Regions from separate parts of the Macaca mulatta genome. Here region 2 is linked to region 1. A link is a contact called in public Hi-C data. All regions are on one chromosome and are shown on one strand. The core of a region is the stretch at or near the end of the contact, and the rest is flanking DNA. Distances in the headings are between cores, read along the strand shown. Region 1 holds the start of SH3BP5 (SH3 domain binding protein 5). Region 2 holds the start of LOC114676240.

The links. A called contact is a pair of places that touch in the nucleus more often than the background predicts.
Region 2: a Hi-C map of fetal cortex germinal zone shows a contact between it and region 1, with 3 times the contacts expected there. The contact joins the promoter of LOC114676240 here to the promoter of SH3BP5 in region 1. A contact is called at or near these places in 2 of 14 Hi-C or Micro-C datasets (fetal cortex germinal zone and fetal cortical plate).

What each region holds. Positions count from the first base shown.
Region 1 is chr2:33,152,078-33,159,745 of T2T-MMU8v2.0, reverse strand. It overlaps SH3BP5 (SH3 domain binding protein 5), which reads right to left and starts at 4,697. Exons shown (of 9, transcript XM_015132213.3): 1 at 4,382-4,697; 2 at 2,611-2,673. The coding sequence starts at 4,519.
Region 2 is chr2:33,277,669-33,285,336 of T2T-MMU8v2.0, reverse strand. It overlaps LOC114676240, which reads right to left and starts at 4,189. Exons shown (of 4, transcript XM_077994093.1): 1 at 4,101-4,189; 2 at 3,595-4,045; 3 at 3,390-3,460; 4 at 3,160-3,296. The coding sequence starts at 4,189. The coding sequence ends at 3,410. CAPN7 (calpain 7) reads left to right here and starts at 3,929. Exons shown (of 19, transcript XM_015132212.3): 1 at 3,929-4,289. The coding sequence starts at 4,188.

The sequences.
Region 1 (7,668 bases), core at 3,448-5,947:
AAAATATATGTAAAATATCAGTAATTGTTTAATAGCAAGTCCATGTTGAAATTGTACTGTCTTGGATATTCCGGGTTACACAAACTACTTAAATTCATTTCAGCTGTTTATTTTTCATTTTTAATGTGTCTACTAGGGAGTTTTTCATTGCTTATGTAGCCCGTATTATATTTCTATGAGTCAGTCTTGGTTATAATACCGTGAAAAAGCCAGCCAGCAACCCAGCCCAGCCCCGGCCACCCCCCCTCACACCCTCCAGTTGGCCTCTCACACGGCTCCAAATGCTCTCCAGAGTCAAGCAGGAAACACCTGTCCGGTGGCTTCCTGTGACACACAAATACCTAAGTGTATTCAGAAATAGGATTCAAAAGTCAGGCTAAAAAGAATTTAACAGATTAACCAATCTCACCCCAAGAAGGTAAGCACCCTAGGGGCTGAGATGTGGGCCATCTTGTTCATTACCCAGAACAGTGGCCAGCACATAGTAGGCGAGCAATTAGAATCAATCAATGCCTTGGTGTGGGGGGTGGGGAGAGTGGGGGAGGGTAGGAAGAAGAATATTTCCAGGATGGGTATGGCAACTCATGCCTGTGATCCCAGCACTTTGGGAGGTCAAGGTGGGAGGATCACTTTGAGGCCTGGAGTTCAAGAACAGCCTGGTCAACAGAGCAAGATCCCATCTTTACAAAAAAGTTTAAAAATATGAAAAATTAGCCGGGTATAGTGGCATGCACCTGTAGTCTCAGCTACCAGGGAGGATGATGCAGGAGGATTGCCTGAACCCAGGAGTTTGAGGTTGCAGTGAGCTGTGATTGCACCACTGCACTGGGATAATAGAATGCAGGAACTGGAGGAGATCTGGAAAATGCCTGTGACTATAAGATGGGAGCCCTGCCTCTGAGGCATCATCACAAAATGCTAAGCCTCTGAGTCCTTATCTGGAAAGCAAATAGTCCCTCCCCTCCTGGTTCTCCAGGCCAGAACATTCTATGATGATAGTAGTTTAATACAGTGGCAACTAGACTGTTTAATATAGTGGCAACTGGGCTCTTGAAACGTGGCTATTATGATTGAGGAACAGAATTTTGTCTTACTTAATTTTAATTAAACTCATTAGCCAGGCATGGTGGTACACACCTGTTATCCCAACTACTCAGGAAGCTGAGGAATGAGAATCACTTGAGCCCAGGAGGTGGAGGTTGCAGAGAGCAGACATCGCACCACTGCACCCCAACCTGGGCGACAGAGTTAGACTCTGTGTCGAAAAAAAAAAAAAATTAATTAAATTCAAATAGCCATACGTTGCACATGGCTACCATATGGGACAGCATAGCTCTAGGCTGGTGTGACAGGATGGAATGAGATAAAACGTGTAAAAAACAGTCTGTAAATGCTAAAGCCCTATAGGAATGGTAAGGGTTTTGTTGTTTAATGCATTAGAAATCTGAGATCCTAAGAGGTTTCGGTTACCGCACATCACAGACAGACTCAATTCATAAGTGAAAGAAATGTAAATAAACTAGATTTTACTTCACTTAGGGAGAAGGACAGCCCGTGTTCTTGTACACCTACGATGGAAATGGAGGTGGTGAGCGATAACCCTTCACACAGCTCAGAGCAACAGACTTTTTAATCCACATTGCTACATCCAGATTTGGTAACTCCAGGGCCTACGCATGCAGCAGAAATCAAGGCTGCCTGTGAATCCTGGCAGATTATATTCCTGTCTCCCACACCCTCACTCTTAGGGACCATGTGCTTCTTGTCCCTTCCACTGACTTTTGCTATTTCTCCTGCTACAGAAACAGACTTTGCCAACAGCTCCCTGCACTGGGAAGCTGCGCTGAGAGTCCCTTCCAGGCTCTGACAGTCAATTCAGTCTCCTGAATACATACAGTGGTTGTTCAAATTTGCTGATGGGTGGTAAAAGCAACCACTACTGGAAAGGGGTGGAAACTAATCAGAGGCTGTGATGAATGCTAACTTGTTTACACTCCGGTTGGAAAATGCACATGAAACCTAAATCAAGTTTTAGTCTTCCAAGATTTTTCCCAGTAGGAAAGGCCTTTCCAGTCTAAACAGCTTTTTGTTACCATTATAATTATATTCTATGCACAAGCAGACAATAAAGAAATGAGCAGGAAAGCAGAAGGTGGGGGTGAGTTATTAGGACAGGAAAGTCAAGAAATGGTCGAAGTCAGAGGAAACAACACAACCTTTCCAGGACAAATGGCAGGAACCGCCCTGAACATGTAAGAGATTTTGTGAGCTCATTCATTATTCTTCATTAAAGAGTTCAGCTAATTTTCCTCTCTATCCTTTCAGTCACATGAAAACTTGGGGCTTAGGCGTTGTGTAACGCTCTGCACAGACTTGATTTAGGCCCCATGGAGCTTCCATAATGAAAAACAACATGTGAAATTGGATCCACATGCGTTCCGCCCACAGGTTGAGCTCAGTGGTGTATTTTATTCTGTCAGGGAGCTGTTGCTCAACTCCCAAGGAGGGGGGTCCAGCAATAACCCTCCAGCTATGAAGACAAAATTAACCAGCCTTGTGCCGGTGTGAGTGACATCACTTCACCAAGAACAGGAACTCAGCTCTCTGTACCTCGAGTTCAGTCTCCCGTCTGTTGATATCATCCGTGGACTGATTTAACTTCTCCAGTTCTCCCTGGTGAAGAAAAGAGGGAGAGAAAAAGACTTACGGGATCCGTCTTTTGTTTCCAATATAACTCAGTCCATAACCTGAAAAATTATCCCAGCCCAGTTTGCAGGAAAAGGGAAGAATTGGTATTAATTCTTAAGGCAAACAGTTGAGGCTTAGCTAGAAAAGCAAATGAATGTCAGCATTTCTGAAACCATTTTCTTGAGGGTATCCTTTTTGACAATGTCTTCAGAGACATTTGGAATTTGTCAGAGGTCAAATATTCCAGGTATGTGCCTTCAGGTAAATCCCACCTGTTACAAATGGTTTAATGGCCTCATCAAAACAGCACCATCTGCCTTGAGCAAGAACTTTGCTTAGAAAACAATAAAAGACAATAAGCAAGGCCAGGCCAAAAATATAAACCCAGTGAAATCATCAAGGGCAGAATTCTGGTATTAACTCACCAGAATTATTTTTCTGTAAAGGGTGAAAATCTTTTCACACTGCCAATTATTCAACCTACTTAGCTGGATGTTTTAAACTAGCTTTAATCCCATTCATTTCAATAAACATTTACAAACTGACATTTTGTAAAAAGCATCCAACATGAACTTAACTCATCTTTACTATGCAAACAAAGGATCTTGCTAACATAATCCCATACCAATAACACACGATTTATTCCAAACCAATTATTTTAATTAATAGCATTCCTAATGCAAGGTTTTTTTTTTCCACCTGATCTTTATCTTGCTAACCTGACAAAACAATTCATTTAAACCCTAACCACTGAGTTAAGTGAGCTTTTAAATTGATCTGTGCACTAAAAAACCAATTAGGGATCCAGAAATTACAGAGCATGCTTAAAAGCAATTTTTTAAAAATGATTTACTGAAAAGGTAGAATAAAACGGGTCTTAGAAAGGGATCTGCTCTGCTTTTTGCTTCGGGGTGAAGAGGTTAAACTGTCACTCCTAGATCTCGGCTTGGAAATTGTTTTTTAATCATCTCTCTTGGAAATGGAGGCACAGTCAGCCAGCCCAATCCCCTCGCCGCCTCCACGCGTCAGCTTTGCGCATCAGTTGTCCCTGATTTCTGTTCATGCCCAGCCTCACAACAAGGAAAAGCAGGGTTTTAAGCAATTTCAGGCCAGGCGGAACGTTGAGCCGGTGGTGACAGTAAGACGCTCAGTTCTCTAACAATGAATCAGAGAAGGAAAACGGCTCAGGCCGGGCACCTTGGCAGGTGAGGACTCTGCACCCGGGGCACCAGTGCCAGCCCGCGCTGCAGGGGCGGGCAACGCCCACCCGCCTACGGTGCCCGGCGCCCACGCGGGCGACCCCTCCTCGCAGAGCCTGGAGGCCATGCCTTGCCCGCGGTGCCGTGGTGGCCGGGCGGGGGGTACCCCCGAGGATACCATGGCGCCCCCGCCCCCTTTTTCCCTTTGTTGCACATCCGCCCGAACCACCAGGCACTCTGCGGCGACCCCGATCCTGCTAGGGGTCTGCGGGGGGCTCCCCGCAATAGAGTCAGGCCGCATCCACGCGGGCACTGTAGCCTCCTCATTGTGGAGACGATGAAACAGAGCATACAGATCGTCTCCTGCCACCGTATGTGGCCGCCAGTCCCCAGACCACAGTCACTGGGGGCTGCGAAGTGGATGTACGCGTAGACGCCGACCTCCGCAGCAGCCCTCGCGAAGCCCGGATGCGGGGTGACCCCGCGCGCCCTACCTGGATTCGGGGATCCACCTCTTCTTCCTCCTCCAGCCCCTGCTCCATCCCCTTTTCCTCCTCCTCCTCCTCGTCCCGTGCAGGCGGCAGGAGCTCGGCTGGCTCCTCCGAGCGGCTCCGCTTCAGTGCCGCGTCCATGCGGGCAGTCGCCACGCGCGCCGCGCAGTGGGCTCCGGAGCGCCCTGGAGGTAGCGGCCGCCACAGGCTGGGCTGGAGCCGCCTCGCCACAGCCGGGCACGATCAGGGAGCCGCCGGGGCCGACACCCGGGAGGCACAGCTCGCCGATGCGGATCCCTCTGGCCGCGGCGGAGCAGAGGAAATGGGCGCGGCCGCCCCCTTTCTGCCGCGGCAGTCAGCGCAGCGCCCGCTCCGCCCCCGTCCCGCCCCGGCCGCGCGCTCCTCGGCCAGTCCCAGCTACCCAGGTCTCCGTCACAAAACCCCAGCTCCCTCCACATCTCCAAGGTGGCAAATTAGGAGAGCCCCCACCCCCTTGTAACTTAGCAGCCCGGATATATCTCAACTGCGTAACGCAAGCCTCCCGCTTTCGGGAGTCCCCTTCTCCCGCCCTCCTCCGAAGCGCGTTGTGTGTGGTAGGAGGCGTGGGGTGTTTTCACGCTGAAGTCGCCTTCCGAAGCCTGGGCTTAGTGACCCTGGACCTCAGGACCAAGACTTGCCGAAACCCTGTACCCAAAGGCACATTCCTCCCCTTGAGCGAACCTTGGGAATGGCACCTACTCAAAGATTTCCCCAGAAAAGCAAACTAAAATGTGCGCTTATATAGACACAGGAGTGTAGAGAGGAGAGCCAGCTGCAGCTCCGTGCACGGATGCATCGCCGAAGGCTGCGGCCTCTCTGGGCGAGCCCCGTACCAAACACAGAGGTGCGGCGGTCCTACCTGAATAGCCAGGAAGCATGGAGAATGCATTGAGCTGGGATGCCTGTGGGCAGACACAGCCTTTTTAAGGAGGTGGCAAGTGTAACCCCTGTTGATGGGCACACTCTGGCCAAGAATTTATGAATTAGTGAGACTTCCTGCCCACCATCAACAAGTAGGGAGACAGAGTTGGCCTGGCAGACACAGCATCCGAAAAGACCAAACTGAAGAGGCATGTGTGTGCTTTTATGAAATGTCAGGGCCACTGTGATGTCAGGGGAACCCAAAGGATGACCTTGGCAAAGCAGGTGAGCACATAGCTGCTCACATCTCCTTCCTTTGAGAAATGCAGAACGTGCACATGTTCTACACGGAGGCCTGTAGCCCATCTGCTCTGAGTTTGGTGGACAAATTTGCTTGAGAATGGAGCTTCTTTCTGAGAACCTATCATCAAAACCACCTTACAAAACCTGTGTCTGGCACGACATGGTAGCTCATATCTGTAATCCCAGCTCTTTGAGATGCCAGGATACAAGGATCACTTGAGGACAGGAGTTCAAGACCAGCCTGGGCAATACAGCCAGACACCTTCTCAAATAAATAAATAGTCCTGCTTCTGGTGGTTTTATCAAAAAGTAGGCTAGAGGGTTACTCCTAGGGAAAGGCACCACCCCATACACGCTGGCACTATAGTCCACTGTCAAAGGAAAATTGTCCTATTTTCTGGAGGTAGTGCCATGGTTTGTTTCTAAAAAGGTCAGACCTGCTCATTGCTCTTTAAATCAAGGATGAGTCAGCAATTCTGTGAGAGGTGTTTCAAAGTTCCTTGCTAAAGACATAGTTGCTTTTGGTTTTCCAATGATAGACGAAGCCAGGGACAAGATAGCCATAGGGGTCACTTTGGAACACAGGAGCCACCAATCTTCCCTGGTGGCTTGGAATTGAGCCTCCAACTTTGCAGGTACATCCTAGCTCTGAATAAACTGAGAGACAGAGTTTGAAATAAACAGAGGCCTCTGGGGTCAGCCCTGACTATGATAAATGCTTCTTAGCTAGCAGAACCCCATCCTCTCCATCGCAAATGACAAACTCCAAATTACATTCCTGCTTCAGCTTAGGTCAAGAGCAAAATGTATCTGTGAGACATAGGCCAACTGCTCAAGAACATCAGTTCAGACTTCTGTTGTCTTATTTTTTGGAGATCTGGACCAGCTATAGTGTTAATCCCAATAGTGTTTCTAAAGCTAAAATAAGAAAAACAAATAAAACACAGGCAGTACTATATACAGTCAACCCTCCACAGCCTCTCAGGTTCTACATGTGTAAATTCGACTAACCACAGATAGAAAATATTTGGGGGAAAAAAACACAACAATTAAAAAAATACATATTTAAAAATACATGGCCAGGAGTGGTGGCTTACACCTGTAATCCTAGCATTTTGGGAGGCTGAGGCAGGAGGATCACTTGAGGCCAGGAGTTCCAGACCAGCCTGGGCAACAAAGCAAGACTGGCTCTCTCTCTAGAAAAGAAAAAAAAAATACAGTATATGAGAACTATGTACATATTTGTATTGTATTAGGTATTGCAGGTAAGAAATGTGGAGATGATTTAAAGTATACAGGAGGGGCTGCTCATGGTGGTTCATGCCTGTAATCTCAACACTTTGGGAAGCCGAGGCAGGTGGGCTGCTTGAGCTCAGGAGTTCAAGACCAGCCTGGACAACATGGTAAAACACCATCTCTACAAAAAATCAGCCAAGTGTGGTAGCTCATGCCTGTAGTTGCAGCTATTTGGGAGGCTGAGATGGGAAGATTGCTTAAGCCCAGGAGGCGGAGGTTGCGGTGAGCTGAGATTGCACCACTGCCCTCCAGCTTAGGTGACAGCAAGACCTGTCTCAAAATAAATAAATATATAAATAATAAAGTATACAGGAGGGGCCAGATGTGGTGGCTCATGCCTGTAATCTCAGTCCTTTGGGAGGCCAAGGCAGGAGGGAGGATCACTTGAGGCCAGGCGTTTGAGACCAGCCTGGGCAACAAAGCAAGACCTCGTCTCTAGGCCAGGTGTAGTGGCTCACATCTGTAATCCTAGCACTTTGGGAGGCCGAGGCAGGAGTTTGAGACCAGCCAGGGCAACACGGTGAAACCCCGTCTTACTAAAAATACAAAACTTAGCCGGGTATGGTGGTGCACGCCTGTAATCCCAGCTACTCGGGAGGCTGAGGCAGAAGAATCACTTGAACCTGAGAGGCAGAGGTTGCAGTGAACTGAGATGGTGCCACTGCACTCCAGCCTGGATGACAGAGTGAGACTTTCTCTCAAAAAAAAAAAAAAGAAAAGAAAAAAAAAAACACCTCATCTCTAATAAAAATTGTTTTAAATTAGCAAGGCATGGTAGCACATGCCTGTAG
Region 2 (7,668 bases), core at 2,940-5,439, 130 kb before region 1:
CTTGTTGCCCAGGCTGGAGTGCAATGGCATAATCTTGGCTCACTGCAACCTCCGCCTCCTGGGTTCAAGCAATTCTCCTGCCTCAGACTCCTGAGTAGCTGGGATTACAGGTGCCCACCACCATGCCCGGCTAATTTTTTGTGTTTTTAGTAGAGACGAGGTTTCACCATGTTGGCCAGGCTGGTCTCAAACTCCTGACTTTAGGTGATCCACACGCCTCAGCCTCCCAAAGTGTTGGAATTACAACCTCTGCCTCCCTGGTTCAAGCAATTCTCCTGCCTTAGCCTCCCAAGCAACTGGGATTACAGGCATCCACCACCACATCTGGCTAATTTTTTGGATTTTTAGTAGAGATGAGGTTTCGCCATGTTGGCCAGGCTGAACTCCTGACCTCAGATGATGCACCCGCCTCGGCCTCCCAAAGTGCTGGGATCACAGCTGTGAGCCACCATGCCCAGCCATGGTAGATATCTTAAATGTTTGCTGAAAGGATAAAGTTGTGAAGACAAGCCCCTATGAGGTAACACCTAGCTGCAGTGCCACATACGAACACAAGGTGACAGTGTGCTCTCAGGAATCGGCAGAAACCCAGCACAGCTGGTGATGATCTGTAGTAAAAAGGATGACTTGTCCCACCCAACTGCCAGAGAGGGCAACTACCAAAGACTAACAGCAACATAGCATGTGTCCTAGAGGGTCACCGGGGAAAAACTAAGAAGGAAGGAAGCTTCAAGGCCAGGTACCCAGCACAGCAGAGACGGGACTGCTGGGAGGGAACTAAATTTACCCCGGTCTTTGCTGTTCTTAGCATGATCCACTCTTACCCTGAGCGCTGAATTTCAAGGCCATGAAGCCATGGTCAAGAGACTTGACTGGGAATGGGCCTTGAGCTTTCAGTGACTCCCTTCTAAATCTAGAGCAGTGGTTCTCAAAGTGTGGTCTCTGCACCAGCAGCATCAGCATCACTTGTCAGAATCTGCAGAAATGCAGATTCCCAGGCCCCGCCCACCCCTACTGACCCAGACACTCTGGGACGGAGCCCAGAAACTTATGTATGACCGGATCCCTGGGTGGTTCTAAAGCAGCTAAATGTGAGGACCACTGCTCTAAAGTCTCATTTTCCATCTCTTCCCACAGCCATACCCGGTGAATCCCAATCCTCCCGATACACAGACCTCAACACTCCTGCCTCTAGTGAGTCTGAAACGTCCATCTCTTCCTCTGCTGCTTTGCTCTTATTCTGCCTTTGGGACTCAACTCAAGCCTCCCTTCTTTTGGAACACTGTGTTAGACTCCCCAAGCTGATTTAGATAGTGCTCCTCCCAGCCTCTGCCTTCTCTCTCTTAGCAATCATCAAATGATGCTTTTAACTGTTGGCTGCTGAATGCCTTGCTCACCACAGTGTGAGCTGTCTTGAACATTCCAGTGCCTGGCCAACAGAATTTTGCATATTTATTTAATGAAATAATAAACTACCATCATTTGGTTGGCAGCTTTAAAAAGGGTAATAACATCTTTTTCACCTACAGTAGAATTTTATATACACACATATCCTAACTTAATTTTATATACATATTTAAAATATATAGAATATAATATTAATAGGTTCTATATATAATTACATGCAGATTATAAGCTCCCTGCAAGTCTAAATTTCAAAACTATGCTCTGCTGTTTCTGACATTTGTAGGACGGGCCAAGGAATTCAACAATCAATAGCAAGAGCCATTTAACCGAATGGAAAAAAAAAAAAACCAACAAGGAGCTTCCTGAGCAGGGGTGTGTACAGACCAGTGCCCTCTCAATGTCTGTCTCCAGGTCTCATCCCTCTCTATGTCTGTCTCAGCTCTCGGTGGGGGAGGGCTCCCAAGCTGCAGGATGATGACATGTTGACTATGCAGCTCTGAGTGCTTAACACTGGATAAATTCCACTGTCACAGAGCTGGCCTAAGGCGAAGGTGGTACTGCACATTCTGGCAGGCATTCCACAAAGGCACCTGTAGTGAGTCTCCACCACCAAGTTCTCAGAGTTTTTTGGATAATTCATGATCACAGAATACAAGGTCAATATATAAATGTCAATGCTATTTGCATATACTAGCAACAGTTGGAAATTAAATAAGCAATACCATTTACAACAGCATCAAAAATATCAACTGCTTAGAAATAAATCTGTCCAAAGACATGCAAGGCTTGTGCATGTGAAAACTACAAAACTGCTGAGAGAAATTAAAGAAGTTCTGAAGAAATGGAGAAATTGACTGTGCTCATGGATTGGAAGACTCAATTTTGTTGAGACTGCAAATATTAATTAATACTTTGAAGTTTCAATTTGCTTTACCCCTGCCTTGTCTTACTGTCTTCTATTTGTCTTTGTATTGTCAATGTCTAGCTCTGTGCCAGGTACAAAGTAGTCTGGTGTTCACTGAATACATGAACAAGGAATAAGGATTCAATTCCTCATACAGAATATATTAATAAATATAGGAAGAGATCTCAAGTACCTGAGAGTGCAATAAAAGGCTTCCTTCAAGATACATTAGGAATTCTATAAGCTGTCATGGGAGCAGGAACAGAAGTCCTGTGATGAGTAAAACTGTATTTATCTGCTATAGCTTGGGGGTCAGTTTGTGCAAAACAGTGATTGAAACACATATGGTCTGAACTCATGTACTGAAGGACTTTCTCACATTAGATATATTTAAGTAGCGGAGTTGACTTATTCAACATTTTAAAATATTTGTTGAACACCTGCTCTGGAACAAGGCTTGCACTCAACGCTGGGATCAAAGTGGTAAAGACAGGAACCATCCCTGCTTCAGCTATAAAACTGTAGTTGCTAACTTTGAGAACCATCTTTATTCTAGGCACAAAATCAAATTCTGTGTGTCTTTGTAACAGCCTGATGAGATCGTTGTTATTAAGAAATTCACTAAATGTGAAGAAACAGACTTAAAGAAACTAAGAAATTAGAGTCCCATTTTAAATGCAGGCCAAATGACTGAAAAAAATAGTATAATTAACAAAAAATTAAAAGTACACACTTAAAATGTAGTTTGATGAGTTTTGACAAACGTATACATTTTGACACCACCATTGAGATATAAAACATTCTCATCCTTCGAAACGATTCCTTTAATTCCCTTCCCAACCACTGATCTGCTTTCTAACATCGTAGTGTTTTCTAGTGTTTCTTATAGATGGAATTATACATTGTGTACTCAATTCTTCTTTGACTCAGCATGAATTTGGTGGTGCCCATCACTAATTCATTTTTATTACTGCTGAATTCAGACCTTTAGGGGAGAGAAGACATAAATCAAATAATCACCTAATTAAGTAATTACAACATCATAAAGTTAACCTAAGTACAACTGAAAATACATTACCTTGTTTGTTAACAATGCAATCAATATGACCTTGGTGTACAGTGTCGGGGGGCTATAGGGTCATGATTGAGCTTGTGGGAAATAAATGAAAATAAATGTTAGCGAAGAGTGACTCGAAAGAACCTCTGTCCTCACAGTAATTTTTTTAATGTGTCAGATGCTGGTGGGAGGCACTCTTCCTTAGCTCTTTACGCCCATCGCTTACACTTAACAGAGGAAAGGATCTGTGAGGCTGGTACCCCTTTCCTGCCCACTGTCGACGGCAACACCCTCTCCCTGCACCGCCACCGCCACACAGACGGCGGTGTGTGGGCAGCTCGGACGTGGCACCTGCCCTCAGCCGCCCAATCCCGGGCGCCGCGACGGTCACGTGCACAGCCACAGGCCTTTTTGCCCCGCCCCCGCGGCCCCGCTCTTGCGTGGGCCCGGCCCCGCCCACAGCCCGCGCAGTCCCGCGAGCCTGGCCTCGGCCGCCCCAGCTTCTAAGGAGCTCGCGAGGGCCAGGCTGCGCCTGCGTGGGGCGGCTGGTGGGCGGGGCGAGGGCCGCTAGGGCCGCGAAGTGGGGCTGCCCTGTGGGCTGCGAGCCGGGTCTGCACTGAGGGGCGCGGCGTCGCGGTGGGCCCCAGCCCGGCAACGGGAAGGCGAGCTCTCCTCCCCTCACCGCCCAAAGTAAACTTTGTCGCTCCTTCCGCGGCGCTCCCGAGTCCTCGCCGCCGCCGGGCCGCCGCGGTCCGCGAAGAGCTGTCCTGCGTCAGGGCCTCGTTCCCGGCCCCGGCCCCGGCGCGGGGCCTCTGCGCCATGGACGCCACGGCGCTGGAGCGGGACGCCGTGCAGTTCGCCCGTCTAGCGGTGCAGCGCGACCACGAAGGCCGCTACTCCGAGGCGGTGTTTTACTACAAGGTAGGGCCCGGCCCGCCGCTTTGGTCGGAGTTGCTCAGTCCGGAGTCCGGCTTGGGCCTACGGCCGAGGGGCGGGGTCCAGGTGCCGAGGGAGCGGTCCCGGCTTTCCTTATCCCTCATTCGCTTCCCGGCCCTCCTCTTGTTGGGAGCGGCGAGCCAGACTGCAGAGGCCCACGCTGAGGCTGCGGAGTAGGGGGACTGGGTCGCGGCTTGCAGCCACCGCTTCTCCAGCTGTAGTCCTGACTGGCAGATGCCCACGGTTGAGCCGCTTTGGGGGGCAGGTGTTAGATGTGGGTAATTAGTAGCCAATTCTTGCTGTCACGTGGCTTTGATTTACAGCTAGCGGGAAATGGCCTGTGATATATATCAAAATAATGCATGCTTGTTAAATTTAAAAAGAAAAACCATTTATCATATCATTTGATATACAGTCTTGCGTCCTTAGTGATCTGATATTTTCTGAGAAATGTGTTCTTAGGCCGTTTTGTTCAGTGCTAACACCATAGAATGCGCTTACACTATCCTGAATGGTACAGCCTACTCCACACCCAGGCTGTATGGCATAGCCTGTTGCTCCTAGGTTACAGGCCTGCGCAGCATGTTACTGTACTCAATGGTGTGTGCAGTTACATGCAATGGTATTTGTGCATCTAAACGTAGAAAAGGTACAGTAAACATGCAGCATAAAAGATAAAAAATACTACACCAGTTGTGGGGCACTTCCCCACGAAAGGAGCTTGCAAGACTGGAAGTTGCTCTGAGTTGGTGAGTAGTGGTGAGTGAATATGAAGGCCTAGGACATTCACTGCTCTACTCTACTGTAGCCTTTGTAAGCAGTGTACCCTTAGCCTACGCTAAATTTTTTAAAATTTTCTTTCTTCAATAAAAAATTAACCTTAGCTTACTGTAATCATTTTACTTTATAAACTTTTGAATTTTCTTTTTAACTTTTTTGTAATAGCTTAAAACGAACTTATTGTACAGCAATAGAAACTTTTTTTATATATCTTTATTTGGTAAGTTTTTTGTTTCTTTTTTTTTTTTTTTTTATAACTCTTTAGTTAAAAACTAAGGTACACATTAGCCTAGGCATACACCGGGTCAGGATCATCAGTATTACTGTCTTCCATCTCCAATCTTGTCCCACTGTGAGATCTTCAGGGACAATAACAGGAATGAAACTGCCATATCCTATGATAACAGTGTCTCCTGAAATATCTCCTGAAGGACATGCCAGAGACTGTTTTATAGTTAACTTTTTTTATAATAGGAGTACACTAACAATACATAGTATAGCATAGTAAATACATAAACCAGTAACATAGTTGTTGATTATCAAGTATTATGTACTCTACTCTACGTAGTTGTATGTGGTAGACTTTTACACCACTGGCACCCTAGTAGGTTTGTTTATACCAGCATCACCACAAACATCTGAGTAAAGTGTTGTGCTATGACGTTTTGACCGCTATGACATGACCAGGCAGTAGGAATTTTTCAACTCCGTTATAATCTTATGGGACCACTATCATATATTAAGTCTGTTGTTGACTGAAATGTTATTTGGTGTGTGACTGTATATTTTTGTGTGTGGTTTTTTTTTGGTTTTTTTTTTTTGCGTATGTGTATATACTTTTTTTTTTTTTACAAACTGGTTTATACTGTTTTTAGTAATAACTACACAGTAGTTCATTATGTGGGTGTACCATATTTTGTTTTTTTTAAGAGACAGGGTCTTGCCCTGTCACCCAGGCTGGAGGGCAGTGGCCCAGTAATAATAGCTCATTGCAGCCTCAAACTGCAAAACTCAAAATAATCCTCCTGCCTCAGTCTCCCAGTTAGTGGGACTACAGGTGGACACAACCACACCTGGCTAATTTTTTTTTTTTTTTTGTAGAAATGGAGTCTCTCTGTGTTGCCCAGGCTGGTTTCGAACTCCTGGGTAAAGCGTTCTTCCCGCCTTAGTTTCCCAAAATGCTGGGATTACAGGCGTGAGCCTCCGTGCCTGTCCAGTTTACTATAATTAATTTACAGACTCTTGGGCATTCAGTTCATTTGTTTTTTCAACATCATAAGTAACGATGTAGTTCATATCCTTATAATTAATTCTTATGACTAGTGCAAATTTTTGCCTGAATTTTCTTTTGGATAAATTACCGGGGGCAGAATTGCTAAATCAAAGGGTATGAGCTTCTACAGTCCACTCTCTTCTCTCCAATTCTGAGGATTTGCAAATATACCCCTCCAGCTCTAGCTAGATTTGGAGGGAGCTGTGTCCTCATGATATTGTCACCTCTTCTTTTAGAAAGCGTATCAGACTTTGATAATACTGTACAGTACTAGTAATTTTTTTCATAAGTGTATGTGCTGTCAATAAAGTATGGTTTGTTTCAGATTAATATTTTGTTGCTTTTATTTTATAATCTATTTTTTCCTTTTTTCTGAGACAGAGTTTTTGCTCTTGTTGCTCAGGCAGGAGTGCAGTAGCGCCATCTCAACTCACTGCAACCTCCAACTACCGGGTTCAAGCGATTCTCCTGCCTCAGCGTCCTGAGTAACTGAGATTAAAGGCATGCACCACCTAATTTTGTGTTTTTAGTAGAGACCGAGTTTCTCCATGTTGGTCAGGCTGATCTCGAACTCCTGACCTCAGGTGATCCGCCAGCCTCAGCCTCCCAAAGTGCTGGGATTATAGGCGTGAGCCACCGCCCCTGGCCTATTTTTTTCTTTTTTTATTGATATGTAACGTACATAGTTTCAGGGTACATGTAATTTAATACATTAATATAATTTTTAAGATAAATCAGCATACTTGGGATAGCCATCACCTTAACTACTTCGCAGCTGAACGGTGCAGCAATTATTACTGAATATTATCACTTTAATATTTATGCCAGGAACATTTGAATTTAGCTATTTTGAAATGTACAATCAAATATTATAAACTCTGGTCACTCTCCAATCTAACAGTAGGTCTCATTCTATTATTATCTGCTTTATATTTAAAGAGTTTTGGTGCATTTCAGAATCCTTTCTTTTAGACTTTTTTGACAATTTCACAAGGCATTGTTTAAGAGAAAAATTGTGTGTGTTTTGTGAAATAGCTTTGACAAATAACAGGTTAAAATAGTGCTATATAAAAACAGATCTTATTAAAGCAAAAGAAACTACTGTGCACTGCCCCTTGTTTTCCTGTAGGCTTACATATATGTCACTTAGGAAGAAGTTTTCATCCTTGAGAAAGCCAAAAAAAGTGTTTGTACTTCTAGAAATTATTTATATAAGCTTCATCAGTTTAGTATTTAGTGTTTTCTGCCCAGTCCTCTCTATAAGCTATTTCTTTCTTGTCACTTTTGAATGTAAATGAAATGAGTAAAATA